Regions from separate parts of the Xenopus laevis genome. Here region 2 is linked to region 1. The links are chromatin contacts, called in public Hi-C maps. All regions are on one chromosome and are shown on one strand. Each heading gives the region's core, a stretch centred on a gene start, on an enhancer-like site or on the middle of the called end of the contact. The rest is flanking DNA. Distances are from core to core; before and after follow the strand shown.

The links. Hi-C and Micro-C count contacts between places; a contact is called where the count stands out from the background.
Region 2: a contact with region 1 is called in a Hi-C map of the XL177 cell line, with 4 times the contacts expected there. The contact joins two enhancer-like sites.

What each region holds. Positions count from the first base shown.
Region 1 is chr2L:33,970,755-33,975,908 of Xenopus_laevis_v10.1, reverse strand. No RefSeq gene overlaps it. Among protein-coding and RNA genes, the nearest start is that of fam222b.L, 38 kb to the right of the region's middle. Within about 2 kb of position 1,553, at least 1 of the 7 cell types and tissues checked has an H3K27ac peak or open chromatin away from gene starts, as enhancers often do.
Region 2 is chr2L:34,163,962-34,169,148 of Xenopus_laevis_v10.1, reverse strand. No RefSeq gene overlaps it. Among protein-coding and RNA genes, the nearest start is that of rab34.L, 35 kb to the left of the region's middle. Within about 2 kb of position 2,763, at least 5 of the 7 cell types and tissues checked have an H3K27ac peak or open chromatin away from gene starts, as enhancers often do.

The sequences.
Region 1 (5,154 bases), core at 304-2,803:
GCTCGGGTCCTGGGGTTTTCTGGATAAGGGATCTTTCTGTAATTTAAATCTCAATAACTTAAGTCTACTAAATAATCATTTACACATTGTTTTTCCTCCAGTAAGGAATAATTATATTTCAGTTGGGATCACAGCTGGGTACTGTTTTTATTACAGAGAAAATGGATATAGGTTTTAAAATTTGGAATTATTTGCTTAAAATGCAGTCTATGGGAGATGCCCTTCACTGTAATTCAGGGCTTTCTGGGTAACGGACCCCATACCTGTATACAGTTAATCTTGTATTTATCAGACTGACCAATAATGTATAATAAAAATCAGAAAATGTTTGTTTTCCATTTTACATTCAGAGGGCAATTTATAACAATGTGACTTATTTTTCAGACTTGTGGTTAAAGGGCATGTAAAGTCTAAAATTGAATAAGGCTAGAAATGCTGTATTTTGCAACCAGGCAGTGGTTTGAATGATGGACAGGAAGATGGACCTGAATAAGGAATAAAAAGTAACAATAAAATTGTAGCCTTGCCGAGCAATCATTTTTGGCTGCTTCTGCTTGGTTCAGTGACCGCATTTGAAAGCTTGAAAACAGAGGAAGTCAAATAATTCCTAAAACTATACAAAATGAAGAATTTCGCTCAATGGCAATGTTGCTGGGAACAGGATATTTCCATACCTCCCAACATTTTGGAAATAAAAAGAGGGACACAAAGATTTGCGCAGAGACTTTTGGCCAAGCCCATTTTTGTCCCCACACCCCTAATTACCATGTCCATTTTACAAAATTTGGCAGGTTATGAAGGTCTTGAACACATTTCTGTGGTTTTTATGTGTTATTACAGTTTTGCTAATGAAGGTGAATTGCCCTTTAAGCTGCCAGTCACAGTTTCCCAAGAGACCTGCTTATCTTAAATTCTTACAAAAGTATCTATTCTGGGCTCTCAGCCAAAAAGCCAATTAAGTTTCAGAAACTTTGTATCTTTTTCTGGCTGTTCAGTGCAGGAGATCAAAGAGAAAGTCGGGACATTTCAGTAACAATCAGGGACTGCGGGTTGAGCTGTCAAAATCGGGACTGTCCTGCGAAAACGGAACAGTTGGGAGGTTTCTATATCAAAAAAAGTGAATGTCTCGCTTTATACTTTAGGGCAGAGACACACGGTCACATTCGGGGAGACAAATCTCCTCTTCTTCAAGGCGACTAATCTCCCCGAACTGCCTTTGTGCGGGCTAGAATGAAAATCGCTGGCTCGATGCCACTCGGATCGATTCGTTTTCCGAAGTCGCTCGAAGTTGCTTCACAAGGAATCTTCGGGTGACTTCGAAAAACAAAGCACCATCCTGCCGGCAATTTTCATTCTAGCCGGTGCGAAGGTAGTTCGGGGAGATTAGTTGCCCTGAAGAAGAGGAGATCTGTCACCGGGCGACTAATCTCCCCGCAACTGTCTCTGCCCTTAGGGTAAGGTCACACCTGGAGATTCAGGGAGATTTAGTCACCCGGCGACTAATCGCATCGGCTAATCTCCCCGAACGGCTTCCCCCTGCTAGAATGAGAAAATGCATGCGGCATGGCGCTTGCAGCGCTTGGTTTTCCAATGTTGGCCAAAGTTGCCTCACAAAGAAGCCATTCGGGGAGTTTAGTCGCCCCAAAGAAGAGGCGATTAGTCGCCAGGTGACTTAATCTCCCCGATTCTCCAGGCGTGACCTTACCCTTAGGGTGAAGACACACAGAGCAGCTACTTGTCACGGCTACAAATAGACAATAGTGATAATTGGCTTTGCAAAGACACTATGTGTGTTTTACCAGAGGCAATTCTTAGTATTGTCTATGGCAGGGTATTTTGAAGCCACAAGTAGCTCTAGGCTGCAGTATAACTCTGTGACACTAGATGGCAGCAGAATGAAATGAAGGAACTTAGGAATCATTTAGCAGCGGAACTGCAAATCAGTGTGTGAGGTCTGCAGCCAACAAGCTTCATTTATGTCTGATAAGTAATGTTTCCCATAATGCCTAATACTAAATGATTTGTGGAAACTATTTAGTAGCAAGAAAATAAACTGGGGAAACATTGGAATTCCCACACTGGGGGTGCAATTGTATTGATAATAACAATAATTGCTACAACTGTAAGAGGCCTATTTCTAGTGGAAGGAAAGTCCCCAGGAGAGAAGCATGCAGAGGATACATGTAAATACAGATATACTCACATCCATAATGATATATATGACATAACCACAAAGCTTGCAAGATATTTCTTTATATTTTGGCCTGCTGTTTTTTCCTGCAAAGATGAGGATACAAAATAATTGGTGGGGGCACTGGAAATGGAAAGTTGTACCGAGTGGAAGGAGTAAAAGAACAAAAGCAAAAGATGAAAAAGATATTAAAAGGGGAAAGTAAGACTGAAATTTGGTCTTTAGAAAGAAGGGGCAATTAAAAGAGGTTTCGGGTTAGAGAAGAAAAGGGAAACAATAAAGAAAATGAAGGGGTGGGAAGAAAATGAAGGAGAGAGTGAAACAGCAGCAATGGGATTTGGATAAAAAGTAGCATTTTATGTATTTGCTATTTAAAGCAATTGTTGGCTTATTAGGTTGGTGATCCCTTGGTTTGTAGCAGGGCCGCCATCAGGGTGGCACAGGGGGGACTGTTATACCGGTCCCAGACCTAAAGGAGGGGCCCAGCTGTGCCCCCCCCCTGACTGCTGAGCCGCATCTGCCATAGGCTCAAACTGCTGAAGTTAAAGGCCCGAAGCCGCAAAAAGACCAGAAGTCACGAAAGGAGCCAAACTTGTCCTGAAGCCACGAGTTCAGTTCTACTGAACACAATGTGTTTTTTTATTTTATTAAACCCCTAGTCATCAATGTATTATTTTAATACTCTATAGGCTCCTGACAACCTTTTTAACAAAAAAATTCTCTGGGGCCCCAATGTTTCTTTTTAGCTTGTAAGAGGGGGGAGGACCCTTGCGCCAAAACAAACTTATGGGGCACCCTGGCATCAACATCTTTTTTACTTATGGGGGGCCCTGACCACCAATGATATTTTAAAAACTTTTATGGGGGCCCTAGCACCATTTTTATTTAAGTTATAAGGGGGCCCTCACCATCAATGGCTTTTTATAACTTGTGTGTGTGTGTGATATCGTTTTTAGCGCTGATGTCTGTGGTGTGGGCGGGAAATGTATGGGGCCACGTGATTTCAAATGTTTTGTAGCCATTTCTTTGGTGGGGCCACAGGGGCTGCCATGTTTCTGATATATAATGACATGATTACCAACACAACAATTTGTTTAAAAATGGAGATCCAAATTACAGAATGATCCCTTATCCAGCAATCCCCAGGTTCTTAGCTTTCTGGATTACAGATCCTATGACTATTTCCCAAGGATTCCTTTCAGCACTAGCAGAGAAGTACTCTGGGTTTTTAGAGCGTCGGAGGGCTGTGTAGGGTCCACAATGAGTGACTATAACCCCAAGTCCCAAGCATTCTGGTTAACAGGTCCTATACCTGTATTGGAAATATTCTTAGAATATTCTTTGCTCTTGCAAAATGTTATCATTAGGTTTAAATCCCCGTTAATAATAAGAGCGGACAGTTTTATTAAGCAGAAATTGTGTTGGCTTTTGTTAAAAGGATGAAGGATACAATATGACTATGAAGATTTTCATTCATCCAGGTCATGGTATATCTATTATAGGTAAATATAAAACAACTGGACTTGCTGAGTAATCACTGAAGACCTTTCACTACTTATCCGAGCAGCTTCTTCTGTTCAACTGAAGATGGATGCAATTATTTAATCCTACTTTCCCTCATTAATACAGAGATCCTATTGTGTCCTCTGTGACATTATACCTGCTCCCTCGGTAGCACCCGTTACTGAGGGTGAGGATTTAAGGGTGCTCAGTTTCTGTTCCATTTGGGCACTTACGCACCTGATTTAAGGAAGAACCAGTTCATGAAACAAATGGGAAGGACACACAAATATTGAAGCAGAAAAGAGAGAAAGCAAATGGGAGAGAGAGGAAGGGAGAGAAAGAGGGAGGTAGAGAAAGCAGGAGGGAGAGAGAGAGAGAGAAAGAGGGAGATAGAGAAAGGCAGCGGGTTGTTGCCAATTAGAATTCTGATGCTGGCCCTGATGGAAGCTGCTCTCTAAATGTCAAGCAGGTCTGTGAGCACCTCTTGAACTTTCCATAACCTAATGAGTTCATTAAAAGCTAATGCAGCCCTGGCATACCCAATCCCACATAAAGGCAGCCATAAAAGAATCAATTAAATAAGCTTTCTTGCCTATTGTTATAGCACCGAAGGGATGTGTGGTTTCCATCAAACAAGTAACTTGGTTAAGAGGATATTCCAGGAACAGCGCTAGACACTTCCATTCTAAACTGACCTACATATCAACTGCCATTGCCACCAACTGTCATGCGACCACCAGCTTTTTCCTATTATATTGGCAAGAAAAAAAAAACAAAAACATGAATATCCTGTAAATTATATCCTTATAAACCGTCAGTTCTGACGTCATTTCTGTCACATGACTCACTGAACCTTGTGTATTATAATAAAAAAATAACCCCAGCAGCAAAATATGAGGATATTAGAAGATACCTCAGAGTTCCATGACCTGTATAAAAAATACTCGGCCTCGTGTGTTTTAATATGAAACTCATAAAACTCCTCGGTAACCTATAATATCCTTATAATTTACACGAGGGGGTACTTCATTTAATATATAATCCTTATAAACAGTGCTTAGTGATGTCATCGGATATAATCGGAGCTTAGTGATAACATTTCTGGCACATGACACGTGACTGAAACGTGTGTATTATAATAAATAAAGTACCCCCTGTAGCTAGGGTTGCCACCTGGCCGGTATTTTACTGGCCTGGCCAGTAAAAATGATGGTTGATCCCAATGTTATTAATAGATAAAAAATATAAAGAAGGAAGGCCGGTACCTGTAGCAAATATTAGAAGTGACCTCGAAGTTCCATGGCCTGTAGAAAAACACTTGCCTTCTGTCCCGTACTTTTATATGGCTGTAACTTATAATATCCTTATATTTTACAACAGGGGGTACATTATTCACTATATACACAGTATATGCACCATGAAACAAGAGAATTTTAAATGAAAACAAGCAGACACCATAT
Region 2 (5,187 bases), core at 1,514-4,013, 190 kb before region 1:
ATCAAACATGAGATTGACCCCATGCATATGTCAGCCTGTGTATGACCATTTTAACTCGTCCCACTCCTACAGGAAACTTGTTTGTAAATATTTTTGTATTAGTGTCAGGGAAATCTCACCCCCGCACTCAACTCTAACCTGCAAAACCTTAACCCATACCCAACCATACCTGAGTCTTCTCGTTCTGTACATTTCTTGCGGGCCTCTGGTTCCAAGACAGGGAATCTTTGGGAGCAGTCAACCCACACCCAACCTGTACCCAAATCTTTTCCTTCTGTACATTACTTATGTGCGGGCCTCTGGCTCCAAGACAGGGAATCTTTGGGAGCAGTCTGACCCAACCCTAACCTGCAATGATTGGCCAAGTTTCAACCCAAGGCTGTCTGACAGGTGGTCAACCCTTGGGTCACTGCGGATTTTGGGTCAACCTGCACATGACTATTAGGTATACATTAACAGCTGATCTCCAGTGGACATTGATAATATCTGTTGCCTTACAGTTCTTCAATCAATGGTAAATAGATCTGCATTTTGGATAAAAACACACCATAAACAGAAATAAATCGTTTTTGTCTTACACAACATACCTGATGCCACAGATTGAAAGGATCATGATAGTTTGTCTCTGACATTTAATCTGCCCCCGTAGGCTTAGGCTATGGACACACATGCAGATCCTCGCTGTGTTTTTTGGCGCGGTTCGCTCCGCGGTTTTTTAAAAAAGCTGACCGATGCATAGATACCGCAAGTACTTTAAAGGGCATGTAAAGTCTAAAATCGAATAAGGCTAGAAATCCTGTATTTTGTATACTAAATATAAACATGAACTTACTGCACCACAAGCCTAATCAAACAAATAATTTATGCTTTCAAAGTTGGCTACAGGGGGTCACCATCTTGTAACTTTGTTAAACATCTTTGCAAGACTAAGACTGTGCACATGCTCAGTGTGGTCTGGGCTGCTTACGGATCATCATAAACAAAGCTGCTCCCCCTGCTGTTCATAAGTATGATTGTTTCATACTGCTCAGCAGTTAGGGACCATCTGACAATTCCTATCCACAGCAGTAAATGAAGGGAGAATTTCACTGCATACAATTAGGTTTCTTATAAAAATGGTACACATTTTTTAATTAAAGTATATTGGAAATTGTTTTCTTTTTCATTAAAGAAAGTAAAAATGGGATTTTATTTTTTTGCCTTTACATGCCCTTTAAGCTAAGGCAATGTTAATGCAATGGCAACACAGTGCAAACCGCATCGAAGATCTGCACGTGTATCCATAGCCTCCCAGTGTCATACAACTCTCAACTCAACCACTGTGAAGTGATGGATTCTAGGACTTCATGTCCCTTTCCTATGTATAGTGATGAATCCATCACTTCACAAGTGCACAACACTACTTGACATCAGTGCCTCGGGAATGTTGTAAATGAGCCCTAATACATCTTTCCTGCAAAAGAGGAAAAGGTAGTTTGGTGCTTGTATAATGTTGTTTTATATCAAAACGATCAAAATAAATCCATACCAATACTACTTAGTTTTGTCTAATAAATAGGTCATTGATAACCAGCTTTTAAAACCTAACCTTACTGGTTAATTTAGCTTCTGTGAGACAGTCCTGCATTCATAGAGGTCAGACCAATGCTGTGATCAACTAAAAGTGGCTTTGATGATGGCTGGAATGAAAGGCGTCTTCTTCTCCCCACCCACTAAGACCAGTGTCTACTGTTTGATGTGTTTTGGTCCCCAGCAGACTAGACTGCCCAGTCTCTAGCTTTAGTGCATGGTTGTTAATGTACAAAGGAGACTTTTTGCATTGTCTGAAAAACAAAGAAGGTGACTCCATCCCCCATGCCCCTCAGCAACAAACTCTCACTCCCCTCAACACCCATGTGGCTAATTACTCTAGGGCCTATAGTAATTACTAGAGATTATGAATCAGAAGCAACATGTCATCACATGGGCATTTAACAGCAATAAAAATGGTATTTGATTAGCTGGGGTCGAACTGTTAAAGATTTCCCATTGTGCCCTACTGTTCTCAGCCTACCCCCTGCATGTGCAATCAGGACCAGCACAACACTTTACAATTAGTAATTAGAGCTGGACCTCTGCAGCCAGCAGCTATTCCCCCTTCTTGCACAGAGCCTGTAGTTTTAATTTGAGTACAGGCGTTAGCATTTCTGTATTATACCAAGGTTACCTGGTCCTGTAGCGATTTTTTTCGTGCTTTACCCCTAAAAAAGCTTGTGAATTATAATCTGTTATGCATTGTCTGTTGTGCATCATTCCAGTCCCCTTCTAGGTTTGATACTTTGTGTGCAACAAAATTGTGGCCCAGTACCTGGCCGGTAAAAATGATGGTTGATACCAATGTTATTAATAGGGAAAAAAGATAGATATATAGGAAGGCCGGTATTTTTTTCCAGAAAAGGTGGCAAGCCTAGGTACAGGACAGTGAGAGGAGGGACTATGACATAAAGGAGTTGGGGCGGGACTGATCAGGTCCAATCAAACAGAAATTAGGTGAGTACGGCAGGGAGAGAGATGGGCATGAGAGTGTCAGTTTCTAACTAAGGATTGGAGGTGGGCCAGGCAGAATGTAAGTTCTTGTTTGGCAATTTACCAGGACTTGGCTGGTATTTCACTGGCCTAGCTGATGAAATACCATCCAGGGCCGGTATTACAAATTTAGCAGCAATGTAGTTGCCAGTAAATTTGTAATAACCAATCGACTGCCCCCCAGCCTGCCTCTGTTCTGCCCCTTTCTGGCAGTCCTAGGTCCTATACTTACCAGATCCCCAGCCCATTTTACCTCTACTTGATGGCACGACCCCATACACCCACCCAGGCCAGTGGACTTTGGCTGAAAAGGTGGCAATCCTCCTGGGGACCCATACATGGGATTGGGGCTCCATATCCCTAAAAGACCATGCTAGGTCTGGACTGGCATGCAAAATAGGCCTTGGCATTTCAAGTACACAGAGGCCCAAAAAGCCCCCCACAAGCCCAGTAAATAGTTACTTTCTATAGGATTTTACAGCCACCCCTCTGGCATTTGCCCAAATCCACAGATAGCCAGTCTGGGCCTGGACTGTAATCTGCCCAAAACTTGTCACAGTCCACCCAATTCAAACTTCTTTTTGGGAAGCCCTGTCCCCAAAGTTGACATGGTCCCTGACAGAAGTCTTGCCTGTCCCCTGTAGTGGTGTGGGGGGGAGGGGTGTTTTCACAGCTGCTGTTCTCTGTTGGAGGACAGTGGCAGTCAAGGCACAACAACGGCTGAAGAAAGTAAATTTCCCTAAGAGTGTATTGGTGCCATTTTACAGAGGAGCTATTGACAAACTCCATCATAGTGTGGTATGGAAACTGTAGTGGTGCCGATTGCAGAAGGTTGCAAAAGATTGTGAAAACAGCAAGTGAGATTATTGATGAGACTTTACCATGGACTGACGATGTTTTTAACAAATGGTGTGCTAGCAAGGTTACTAGCCCAGTAGCAGACCTATCTTATCCTTTTTGCAAGTTTTTCGATCCCCAGCCATCTGGCAGGAGGTATTGTAGTATTCGTGCTTGCACAGCTAGGTTCTGTAATAGTTTTATACCTTGTGCTGTGAGATTCTTGAATGAACAAGTACCCTTTTAATCTTGTGGTGAAGATGGCATTTGGACAGTTATTTTTAACTGGTATTTTAGTTGTTTTTTTTCTGTAAATTATAGGTTTTTATATAGATTCAAGTTAAAATATTTTCTTTTAACCCTGGTCCTTTTAGTCTACATATATAACAAGGGAAAATAGATGAGTGGAAGATAATTGGTTTATTGTATGTGTCAGGGTTTAAAGGGTATGTAAAGGCAAAAAAATAAAATCCCATGATGAAAAAGAAACCTTTCTCCAATATATTTTAATTAAAAAATGTGTACCGTTTTTAAAATAAACCTGTCTGTATACTGTGAAATTCTCCCTTCATTTACTGCTGTGGATAGGAATTGTCAGATGGTCCCTAACTGCTGAGCAGGGAAACAATCATACTTATGAACAGCAGGGGGAGCCCTCACCTTACTTCCCAGCCATGCAGAACTCAAGCAGCTTTGTTTATGACGATCCCTAAGCAGCCCAGACCACACTGAGCATGTGCACAGTCTTAGTCTTGCAAAGATGTTTAAAAAAGCTACAAGATGGTGACCCTCTGTAGCCAACTTTGAAAGCATAAATCATTTGTTTGATTAGGCTTGTGGTGCAGTAAGTTCATGTTTATATTTAGTATACAAAATACAGCATTTCTAGCCTTATTATATTTAAGACTTTACATGCCCTTTAAGCACAATATGCACTAAATGCAAAATATGCACAAGCTGCATTTTATTGGATGGTGGTTTAGGGACGGAGTGTAATATATAAATTATAAGCACAGGAATATACACTATTTGATAACATTGTATCTTTGTGTATGTGGGGGGGTTACGAGTAGTAATATGTAAGTGGGTGTGTGTAGGGGTAGGAGTGGGGAAGGAAAATATTGTAACTTTGCAATGTCGTCTCATTGTGAATGTTATGTATGCAGCAGAGATGACAATAAAACTTCTTGTCTTGTCTTAAAATGCCCAATGTGCCATTTTTCTTTATAGACATAACTGAAAAAATATATAGGCTTACTAAGGCAAACATACAATCTTATTTTCTTATTTATTTTCTAAATATATATATATATATATATATATATATATATATATATATATATATATACAGTATATATATATATATATATATATATATATATATATATATATATATATATATATATATATATATATATATATATATATATATATATATATATATATATATATATATATATATACTTTATGCACTCTCCAAAAATATCAATATTTTTAAGAGTATAACCACAATTGCTAATTACAACCAGTCAGATTTTTTTTTCATTATTCTTACTGCACTTAAGCAACCAAAAGTAGAGACTGATTGGTTCTTAGCAGGGCCAGAACTAGGGGTAGGCAGAGTAGGTATGTGCCTAGGGCGCAAAGCTGGGGGGGCGCAGGCAGGTACCTTCTCTGCCACCTACTCCATGTCCGGTCCCCACTCTCTCCGACTGCCTGTTCTTGTTCCCATTCATTTTGTGAGTCTGCTTGCATGCCGTGTCTGACTGACATCCCCAACATGGA